Regions from separate parts of the Pungitius pungitius genome. Here region 2 is linked to region 1. The links are chromatin contacts, called in public Hi-C maps. All regions are on one chromosome and are shown on one strand. The core of a region is the stretch at or near the end of the contact, and the rest is flanking DNA. Distances in the headings are between cores, read along the strand shown. Region 1 holds the start of hyal1 (hyaluronidase 1). Region 2 holds the start of si:ch211-161c3.6 (high mobility group AT-hook 2b).

The links. A called contact is a pair of places that touch in the nucleus more often than the background predicts.
Region 2: a Hi-C map of muscle shows a contact between it and region 1, with 4 times the contacts expected there. The contact joins the promoter of si:ch211-161c3.6 here to the promoter of hyal1 in region 1. A contact is called at or near these places in 2 of 2 Hi-C or Micro-C datasets (both in muscle).

Annotation. Positions count from the first base shown.
Region 1 is chr8:20,797,226-20,802,381 of fPunPun2.1, reverse strand. hyal1 (hyaluronidase 1) reads right to left here and starts at 3,007. Exons shown (of 4, transcript XM_037448239.2): 1 at 2,908-3,007; 2 at 1,154-2,064; 3 at 947-1,036; 4 at 24-709. The coding sequence starts at 2,062. The coding sequence ends at 365. hyal2a (hyaluronidase 2a) reads right to left here. Exons shown (of 4, transcript XM_037448482.2): 4 at 4,178-5,156. The coding sequence ends at 4,861.
Region 2 is chr8:20,957,393-20,962,529 of fPunPun2.1, reverse strand. si:ch211-161c3.6 (high mobility group AT-hook 2b) reads right to left here and starts at 1,825. Exons shown (of 6, transcript XM_037448568.2): 1 at 1,685-1,825. It overlaps mst1 (macrophage stimulating 1), which reads right to left. Exons shown (of 18, transcript XM_037490271.2): 18 at 3,812-4,777. The coding sequence ends at 4,616.

The DNA of each region.
Region 1 (5,156 bases), core at 1,758-4,257:
AGTTGTAGGCACTGAGAGGGGGGGGGGGGGGCATAAACGGGCTGAAGTTAATCAACTTGCTGACATTACAACTGCAAAACCTTTGAGTCTTTGTCTTTAATGGAATGCATGTTGCTCACCATTCGTGTGCTTCAACATGCAGTAATCCATAAATCTCCTTAAAGCCAATCTGCATTTGAGTGACAGTTCTTACTTGATGAAACCAGAACCAAATCCTTCTCTTCTCCCGAACTAGTTTCATTGAAATATTCCACGACAACCCCTAATGGCAAAAAAATTTAATACATTTAACGCAATTAAACATTCTTCAACTATTATAGTGGCGATTTGAAGGTATTGCTTCAGAAAACACAGACACTCTCCCTCAAGGAAAGCCCCTCATCCCAGGGTTGGTTTGGGCTGAGCAGCTCTCTCCCCCCCACCCGGGGAAACACCTGCACTGAAACTCAGACTTCATGAGCACCACCTTGCGTGAGCGCATCTGTCCCAAAACGGTGTAGTTCTGCCGTCTGCCCGATTTCTTTTCCTGCACCACCTTCCACTCGGCCGGGTCCAAGTGGAGGTAGGCACTTGAGGTCGGGTTCCTCCTCTGGCATCTTCCGTGAGAGGAACAAATGGTCTTGCTGCAGAGAAAGGCCGCCGCTGTCACGTTCACCAGGTAACGACCCAGCGTGTTGTCAATGTAGGATTTGATGGTTTCACAAACGGTCTAAAAAGGAAGGAAATGCGCGAAAGTCACCAAATATGCATTTACAAGACAACAAGTCACACACATATGGATGATGTCAGCAATGTTTACTGTCCTATCTCTGAAAAGGAGATGAAGAGAAATATACATAACCATGAACTAAAAAGGCGGAGTCAGGTGTTGAAACACTGCGTGCGCGATCACCTTGACAACCATCCGAATCCATTGCGGCAACGGGTCAATAAACTGTGGGCCTACCCGAGACTTGGAGAAGGCATTGTCGCCCCAAAGCACCACCCCGGCAGATCCCAGAGCGGCGCTCTCTCCCACGGTGTAGACCAGGTGCTCCTGAGGGGGGGGGGGGGGGGGGGGGGGAACAAAACCCAGAGAACACGGCACGACCGTTCAGACCAAAATCGCGAGTTTCAACAAAAAAATAAAAAATAAAAAACTCCTGCCACTTGCCTGGGAGAGGAAATCGAGCGTGTACGTGTAGACGACGCGAGCGTAGGGGAACACGGGCGGCGCCGTCGGAGTCCGCCGGTCTCCCGCCCTCATGGCCTCCATGACGCGGTGGCGGCTGTGGAGGAGCACTTCCCTGCCCAGGCGGCGCAGCTCGAGGCCCAGGTAGATGCTGGGGTAAAGCGCGGAGGAGGCGTTCCACAGCCACAGCAGCCTGTCGTTCCTCGCCATCTCCGCGGCGGGACACTCCCCCGTGTAGTTTGTGCTCTTGTTGCTGTAGTTGTTGTAGCAGTCGGGGAAACCGTAGAAACCCCACAGCCCCCTGGGTCTCTCCTGCTGCCCGAGCGCCAGCGTTTGCTCCATGAACGCCCCGCCGGCTCGCTCGAAGTCGGCCCGAGCGGCGGCCTCGAGCCGCGCAGGGCTCCAGTCCGGGTGCACGGATCTCGCCAGGTCTACCGATTTCAGCTGGTACACGCGCTTACTGTCCCAGTTTCTCTCCCACAGAGGTCTCCAGCTCTCCCAGTCCACCACAGCCAGACCCTGAAAATCCCTGTCGGGGATCCAGGTGCGAATGTTGTCAGAGGCCACGGCGAGGTGTTTGTCGAGGCTGGCGTTCTGCGGCAGGCCGCCGTTGATGGGCACCGCGTCGCTGGTGTAGCTGGGATACAGACCAAGCTTCTCGGAGTAAAAGATGGTTATGTTTTCGCCCATGAAGGTCTGGTTCTCGTTCTGGACGATGCTGAACGTCCCCAAGTCGAGGTCCACGCCATATCGAGACAGACAGCTGGCGGTGGGAGCGTTCCACGCGGTGATGAAAGGCACCTGGGAAAAATTTGACGTCGCAAACTGCAGCCCGGAAACAATGAGGATCAAGTTTAAGAAAAGCGGCGCCTCGTTATGAAAGGACCCCATCCCTGTGAAAAAGGGAAACAGCATTGACTTTAAAGAAAGTGTTACTTAAGCTTACCAGTTGACTCGCATGTAGGTTATTACACATTGTTGTTGTTGTTACACATTTGATATTAACAGCTTTGATTGAACAATTAAACATCCAATGATGGCAACGATGTCATCTGTTGTCAAATCATCACAAACAGGATATTTAACGTTTGCAGACATGTTGACTTTACTTCAAAGCAGGAATATATATTCAGAAGATAAACATGCTCAAACAGGGGGGGGGTGGGCTCTGGGCGAAACCCTGGTGCAGTAGACCTCGCATGTAGATTATCATCTTTGGCACCACAACAATATAAACATCGAGCATCACGTACCTCTGTACCAAAGTGTTTTTCCAACATCATCGCAAAACTTTTAGAGCAGCATCATAACCGTGTCACTTTAATAGTCTATTTATTTAGCTTTTTTTTTTTAAAGCCAAGAGCAGAAATTGACAATAACAAATGCTGTGTGCTTTAACTGCCCCCGATGATGATGATGATAATATACCAAACATAACTAATGGCTGTGTGATGTGAATGAAGCTAAAATCACTTTTCCATATGTCTCTGCTGTGAATTGAGAGAGAAGAAAAGAAGTGTACTGACATCACTGAAAATAGAAGTCAACTGTGTTGAGAAATATTGGCAGGATATTGCGACACTGTTAACTCGTTTTTCAAAGTTGTATTGCAACTGATGATTGCAAGATAAAAACTCAAAGCAAATTCGTTTTTTTTTCATCTGTGAAAGTCACAAAAACGCAATAATGTAGTGTGACACAATGCTTTAGGACTGAATAGACAAACGTGAACTTACCTATTTACAAACTGGATGAGGATTTCGCTTTCCAAGCGCACTTTGTGGTCTGGAAGCGACAGAAAACCAACCGGCAGTCTCATGATCTTAAGGAAACACACATGGACGTGGGGGGGGGGGAAAAACAGAAGTCATTACGTTGAACTAACCAATCAGAAGCAAGTGACTGTTTTCTAACAACCAATCCGAGGCGAGTGGCTGTTTTCTAACAACCAATCCGAGGCGAGTGGCTGTTTTCTAACAACCAATCCGAGGCAAGTGACTTTTTTCTAACAACCAATCCGAGGCAAGTGACTGCTTTCTAACAACCAATCCGAGGCGAGTGACTGTTTTCTAACAACCAATCCGAGGCGAGTGACTGTTTTCTAACAACCAATCAAAGGTGTGGAAAGAATCCCTGACATCCAACTACATGAACTATGCAAATCGTTTTTAAAGGAGCAGATTTAAAGTCACAGGCTATTTACAAATCTGAACACACCGTTTTCAGTGTGTTTTACAAACGGTGTGTGTTTGTTTTCGTGTGTGTAGTAATAAGTCCCAATTACAAGCAGTTAACTGTGCAGACTTGACTGGGGAAGGCAATGCATTTCTACTCTAAATAGCTGTTAGCGAGCCGTAATGAACTCCTCCTGCCAATTTAAATGTGTGCCTTGCTGAACTCTTAAAAGTAGTAAAAATAACTCTTGGCTTAACAGCACCCTATAATTACAAGGGGAGGGGGCATGAGGCAGCAAGCCTGCAAGACGTGTCCCTCCCTGAAGACATGTCGGCTTTGCCTCTCTTAGCAGACAATGAAAATGTGCCTCCTCTTAATGGAAAACGAGATGTCCTCCCCCAGATGCTTGTCTTTTATTGACTGCAAACAGCAGAGCCAAAGCTCTGTTATCTTAAAAAAAAAAAAAATTGAATGAAAGGCTTGATTTTGAGATGCTAGCACCTGTCTGTCGCCGGGTCACCTGGGGCGAGGATTGCTCCCAGAATGAAAACTCTCTGAGCTCCACATCAGTAGAACAAGCTACCTGAACACTGGAGGTCTGATTTAAAGACTCTTAAAACATGGTTTACCGCAATTTCTCAATGAATTGGACACATGCTTTGCAGTGTTTCTTTACAGAAAGCAATTGTAGCCTAATTTTAAACTACTTATTGGCTCATTTTCTGTGTGTTTTCATTGCAGTGAAAATGCGGTTGTCAAAATGTCCTAGTGTGTAACACTTCATATTGTTATTTTGCGTATAAACAGCACTCTGCAATCACAATGGCCTTGCCTTCAAAATGTTGTTTTATCTCAAAAGAAATGACACATGGACATTAACAGTGACTTTTACTCACTTGGACAAAAGTCAATGTTTAGAAATCACCACAGAGAGGCGGTTATGTAAGAGCAATTGTGGAACATACAAAGTGTCAGTATTTGCTTTTTACATTGTGACATGAAATAGTTTCTGAAATACAGAAAGGACTGTTATGAAAAGAAAGCTAGTAGTCATGGTTTGGACACAAATATCATATAAAACACCCACAAATACATTCAAAATAAATAGTAACACAGCAATTGCCTCCAGAAAAACGTTCAGATCTCAGTGGACATGTTGAAAAAACATCAGGCACTTCAAATATATACTGTGATATTACTACATAAGTGCATCACTTCCACTTTTATCAGACATACATTTACTTGTTCCTCATACAAACCCCCCCCACACACAAAAACTTTTCCTTTCTATGAGAAACGCAGAATTTGACACCTTGTCAAACTGGACGAAAAGACACCGAGTAAACTAGGTCATTTCCAGCGAGCCCCGCGTTGTCTGAGAAAAAGTCCAACAGTGTTTCTCATACAATTTCCCGTTGTGTCATCCATGTCTTACAGCAATTGAAAGATTTTTTTTTTTTTTTTAAAAGGACACTCTTCCCTCCTTGACATTCCCACATGTCCACCTACGGCCCCTAACAGAGGAGCAGAGAGACGAGCAGCAGGGCCGCCGAGCACGGCGCCACTGGAGACGCCGCCGCCGCCGCCGCCCGCTGGTGCAGGGGGTCGGTCTGATCGCAGCGCTCTCCCTGGTAGCCGCCGTAGCACTGGCACCGGAACTGGCTCCGGAGACGCCCCTTCTCGTCCTCGCCGAGCTCGCCGACGACGACGACCGGCGGCTTGCCGCGCGGCGCCAGGATGCTGTGGCTGACGGGGCTCAGGTGCAGGTACGCGTCGCTGTCCTGGTTTCGGCGCAGGCAGCGGCCGCGGG
Region 2 (5,137 bases), core at 576-3,075, 160 kb before region 1:
AAAAATCATCTTTGGACCATTTGGGATAAATGGTTGTTCTGTTTTTTTTTTTTCCTCTCCTCTTTTTGCACAATTACCGCAGTTTCAATCAGTGCTTAATATCACACAAGATCCTTTTCCAGAAGCGAGCGTGGGAACTGCTTATAAATAAGCCCTGGCACCAGGTTCATCCAAACGCAAACGGGGAGGGGGGGGGGGGGGCTGGCAGACGCAGGGAAACATGAGAGTGGTGTCCAGAGACTAAAAGTAGCACAGATATTCACAATTCAATCCACCATCCAAAATCTCCATCTGCTGTACCCAACGCTGCTTCTCCACCTGCCCTCTCTCAGCTGCTCATTGGGCGGTCTTCAGTAGTATCGTGATTAAACTCTGTTTAAATCGAGATATCGTGAAGCGCAAATACTTGATCTGAATCGATAACATCGAGCACAGGCGCAACTCGAGTGCATTATTTTTATCAGTGGCATTACACCACCGAAACTTTTGCTCTAATGCTCTTGATTAAAGGAAACAATACTTGATAGATTAGTATTTCGTTCACACAGATGAATCCAAACAGACGGTTTTCCCCATATGGATTATTCATGTAATAAATCAACAGCAAACATGCTACATACAGACGTTATTAACTAATGAAATATGTGATATTTTGGCCATTTCTCCCAGCCCATCAGCATAATCATTAATGCCACTTCTAAACAACGTTATAAAATATACACATTGAAGCTGTGGCTACTTCGGGGGGGGGGGGGGGGGGGGGGGGGGGAAGCAATATCATGTATTATTGACGTTTTATTGAAAGAGCTAAACCATAAATGTCAACTTTTAAACCAGGCTGTTGGTATTGCCCCGAGGTGGTCGCTCACCACAAACCCAGCGAGGAATGTGCCAAACACTAATTGCCAAAACAGCCTTTCGAGACGAAGAAGGAAGTCGGAGTCATTTGAGGAATCTACGTAAAAACCAAGCGAGACGCGCGACGTCGTTTTCGTTCGCTAAAAAAAAAAAAAAAACCTGACTCTGTGCAGCGGCCGGACGGTCCCGTGTTTGCCCCTCAAGGACCGGGACTCAATGTACTTTTTCGCATATGGGCGGCAATTGCGAGCATTAAAACACACACACACACACACACACACACACACACACACACACACACACACACACACACACACACACACACACGCACACACGCATTACTTCACAGTTTATACAGAAACAGCCTAAAGCGCTCCGGTGGCGAGTTCAGACCCCCCCCCCCCCCCGACCTCTGGGCTTGAGTAACACATGGCGTAAAAATACAAGAAAAACAAAACATAACAACCGCCGAGGCCATTGGCGTTTTAAAGCGTCGCCGCTCACTACACAACATCCCCTCGCTCCCATCACTGATTGCGCAATCGACGTGAAATGTGTGTGTGTGTGTGTGTGTTTGTTGCGCGGCGCTAACAGGTCCTCCGCGGCACACCGACCCGGGGGGAGCCGCTATCGCGTTAAACAAGTTAAACAAAGGCGAAGAACACAGGTGCAAAAGCTCTCCGCTGCAACCGGCCGTGAAACACACCCGCGCGCGCACGCACGCGCGCACACACAACGCACACACGACGCACGGTACGTGCATGCGTTCGGGCCGTGGGCTCTCCGCGGTGCCGCCGGTCGGTTTGGAGCGCGGGGCCGAACTTACCTTGAGACGGTCTGTAGTTTCACCTGGAAGTTCTCGACGTCAGCTCACCGTGTGCTCGCGCACAACTGTGAAAATATCAACGTATCGACAGTCTCATTGGTTGGATTCTCTCCCTCTCTCTCTCTCTCTCTCTCTCTCTGATCGGAAATGTGTGTGTGATCCCCCCCCCCCCCCCCCAGACGTCACGAATACCCCAGTTGCAGCATAATTGGGGGGTTGAAGCTGATCAGTATGCATTGCATACTTTCTCTATTAAAGCCTGTTTCGAGAGGGTAGGAGGGTTGAAGCGGAGGACCCCGCCCCGAAGAAAGCTCACCGGACCACCCACTTTAGAGAAGGAAAGGAGAGAGAGAGAGAGAGAGAGAGGGGGGGGGGGGGGGGGGGGAGGGAGAGACGGGTATCAAGCAGGAGGGTAGAGAGTCTGGTTCCGGGGTTCCCGAAGTGGGATCCGGGGGCCGGGAAGTTCCCCCACAGACGAGAGGAAAAAGGTTTTGTTGAAATTCTAGTAAGATCAGTCTGTCTAGACTGTTTCGGGCACCGCGTTTCATTCCACCCCCCCCCCCCCCCCCCACCACCCACAGTGTTAGAGATATCACTCCGTAAGTCATAACAAAGGACAGACGTATCAAATGGGGTTTTTAAAAAGAACGTGTGCAGGATGAGTGTTGGTTTTTCTGAGTAGTCACTCGTCTATTTCGTTTGATCATGCAGTAAAAGAACAGATGGCTCCACGGACTGTGTACACCTCTAATAGTTTATCTTCAGTTTTTAATAAATGAAATAAAAAATCTCATTGTCTCCGGGTGGAAATGTCGTTTTTTTTTTTTAATGAAATATACCCGTCGTAGTTTAAGTTGAATATTCTCATGAAAGTTGTTTTAGGGATAACTTTGTAAATTTGCACAAGGTGATAAAACAAACTGACGCGATTGAACCACGGTGAACACACATTCCAGGGGCAGCTGCATGGCGTCATGTCAGCTCAACATGAATATAAAGCCTTGAGTTACAAAGATGGAGCACAAGGCACCATTTGGCCTCAGTCGTTGAGATTGAATTATGTAATTCAAATATTCACTGAAATCTGCTTGCAGAAAAAACAATCACACTCATTTCTCATTTCACCAACTGAAGAAACTATTACCATAATCATATTCAGCTTTCCCAGAAGCTTTAATCTTTGATAGTTCGTGAGAATTTGCTGTCGTAGATGAATCTAATTCGTATTAATCACACGAAATGAAACCACCTCATTTCCACACGCTGTGTGTGCAGCAGGAGGATAATTGGCATTATTAGCTAAAGGGAACACATGCCTCACGCCAAAGATGAAATGTCAAAACCTCCTGATTTTTGAGACAAACTTTTTTTTCTTTCTTTCTTTCCGAAGCGACAGAAAACAAAGAATGGTGGAGCAGGCAGGGGGAGGGGGGGGTAGAACGGGCTTGAATGAGAGAGAGTTGTGTGTGTGTGTGTGTGTGTGAGTCCGGTGGCCCTCTGCAGGCTGGTGTCTGAGATTCGGTCCGACTCTGATCTTGAGGTTTATTTAAGCTGAATTCCGTGGGCTCATCAGGACCGGGTTACAGAAATCCTCCTATAGAACTCGAAAGAATGTGCAGCGCATACAGTTCTGCATAAGGCACAAAGGCATGTCTTTAGAGGTGGGGGGCAGGCATCAAAAGACACGCAGAGGAGGGATTTCTTTGGAGGCTGGGGGCAAAGAAGGTATTTTGGAGCTCCATTCAGTGCCAGGCAGAAGAGGGGGAGGCGTACAGTTTTGTGGTAAACGGTGCATTTCCAGGGGATGTTAGGAACCGAAAATGTGGGCTGTAAACCACCAACACCTCCCCTGTTCAGGGGACCCACCGATTCTCAGCTGTTGTCCTCTGAACCCGTGGGGCTACAAGTGGATGTTAGCCCTTCATACATTTTATTCCTCAGAGAATAAATAACTTTAACCCAGCACTGGTCCCAGCATTTGATAAATGGCTCGCGACGCGCTGAAAAGTTGTTTTAAGCAGTGTTTATTAATCTATTCGTCAGTGCATGTGTGTCGTCCTTTTGGCAAGCGTGAAGTGGAGGCTGGTGCAGAGATAATGAATGATTAAATAGTAAAAACATAATGTAACAATTTAAAACGAATGGGAGAAGTTACAATCAGAGCAGTGCTACACCCGAACAATTAACAATTACATTTATTTGTATCCTCTAACAACTCATTTATATTTAAATATATACATCACTAACACATGCTAAACAAAAGATTTGTAGAATTTTACTGAACTGTATTTATATGGTAAATCTTCTCTTGGTTGTTTTGCACCAGTACAAAACAGTGTTTTTGGGGAATAAAGATGTTCTCTGTTTATTGTTTAAATGCTCTGACTGATGCATCGAAACTGGAAGCTGTGAAGATGAACTAACTGTAAATTCCACGGATCACCCTGGACCGGGTTGCCTGTCAATCACAGGGGCTGACATAGAAACAACCGTCCATTCACACGCCTACGGGTCAATAATTAACCCAACCCGCGTGTCCTTTGGACTGTGGCAGAAAGCCAGAGTACCCGGAGAGAGCCCACGCTCGGGGAGAACATGCAAAGGCCCATCCCAGGACCTTCTCGCTGTGGGGGCGACAGTGCTGACCTTCACGCCCAAATGAATGCAAAGGCAGGTAGAGATTGATCGAAAGCAGATCACATAATCGCTGTGCTGTCTCTGCATTTTCACCACAACTGAATGAAAACTGTGCACTTCATGTTTTAACTAATCAAATCTGACTGTGCAGCTGAATGTATATTCACATTTTTTAAATTTTTTTAAAGCGACATCTGAGGAAGAAAAAGAAAAAATGCATATGGTCAAGTAAAAAAACTGGTGTTTAGGGTCGAGCAGATCTGATCAGTTCCTGTTGGATGGCGGTCTCTGGCTCTAAGCCATCTCCATGACCTTCTTGATCCAGTCAACGTAGACAGAGACGCGAATGAAGATGTTGGGCTGCCCCGGGTGTCCGCAGCGCCTCATGGGGATGATCACACCCTCAAGTACCCAGCAGTCTCTGTTCTGACACGCCAGAGGGCCGCCGTAGTCCCTCTGCAGACGCACAGAAACAACACTCTGGAGTCATTATTTGTCTCTGTTATGACTGACTGTCACTGCTGAGGTCGGAAACATCTTGCAGTCACATCTTGTCCAGTCCTCCTCCATTACCCAAATGGTGAATGTGTTTAATATATAGGAGTATATATATATATATATATATATATAGCTATATGCTCTTTACTTCAAGTGATTTCATCATCAAAAGTTTTGAAGTATTAGTTCTCATCAAATGACGTTATACTTGTTCATTAAAGAAATAGTTTGGACATTTTCTTGGAGGTAGATGCGAGGGTTGACACCACTACAGCTACGTCCAGCGGCTAGTTAGCTTAGCTTAGCATACAAAGCAGG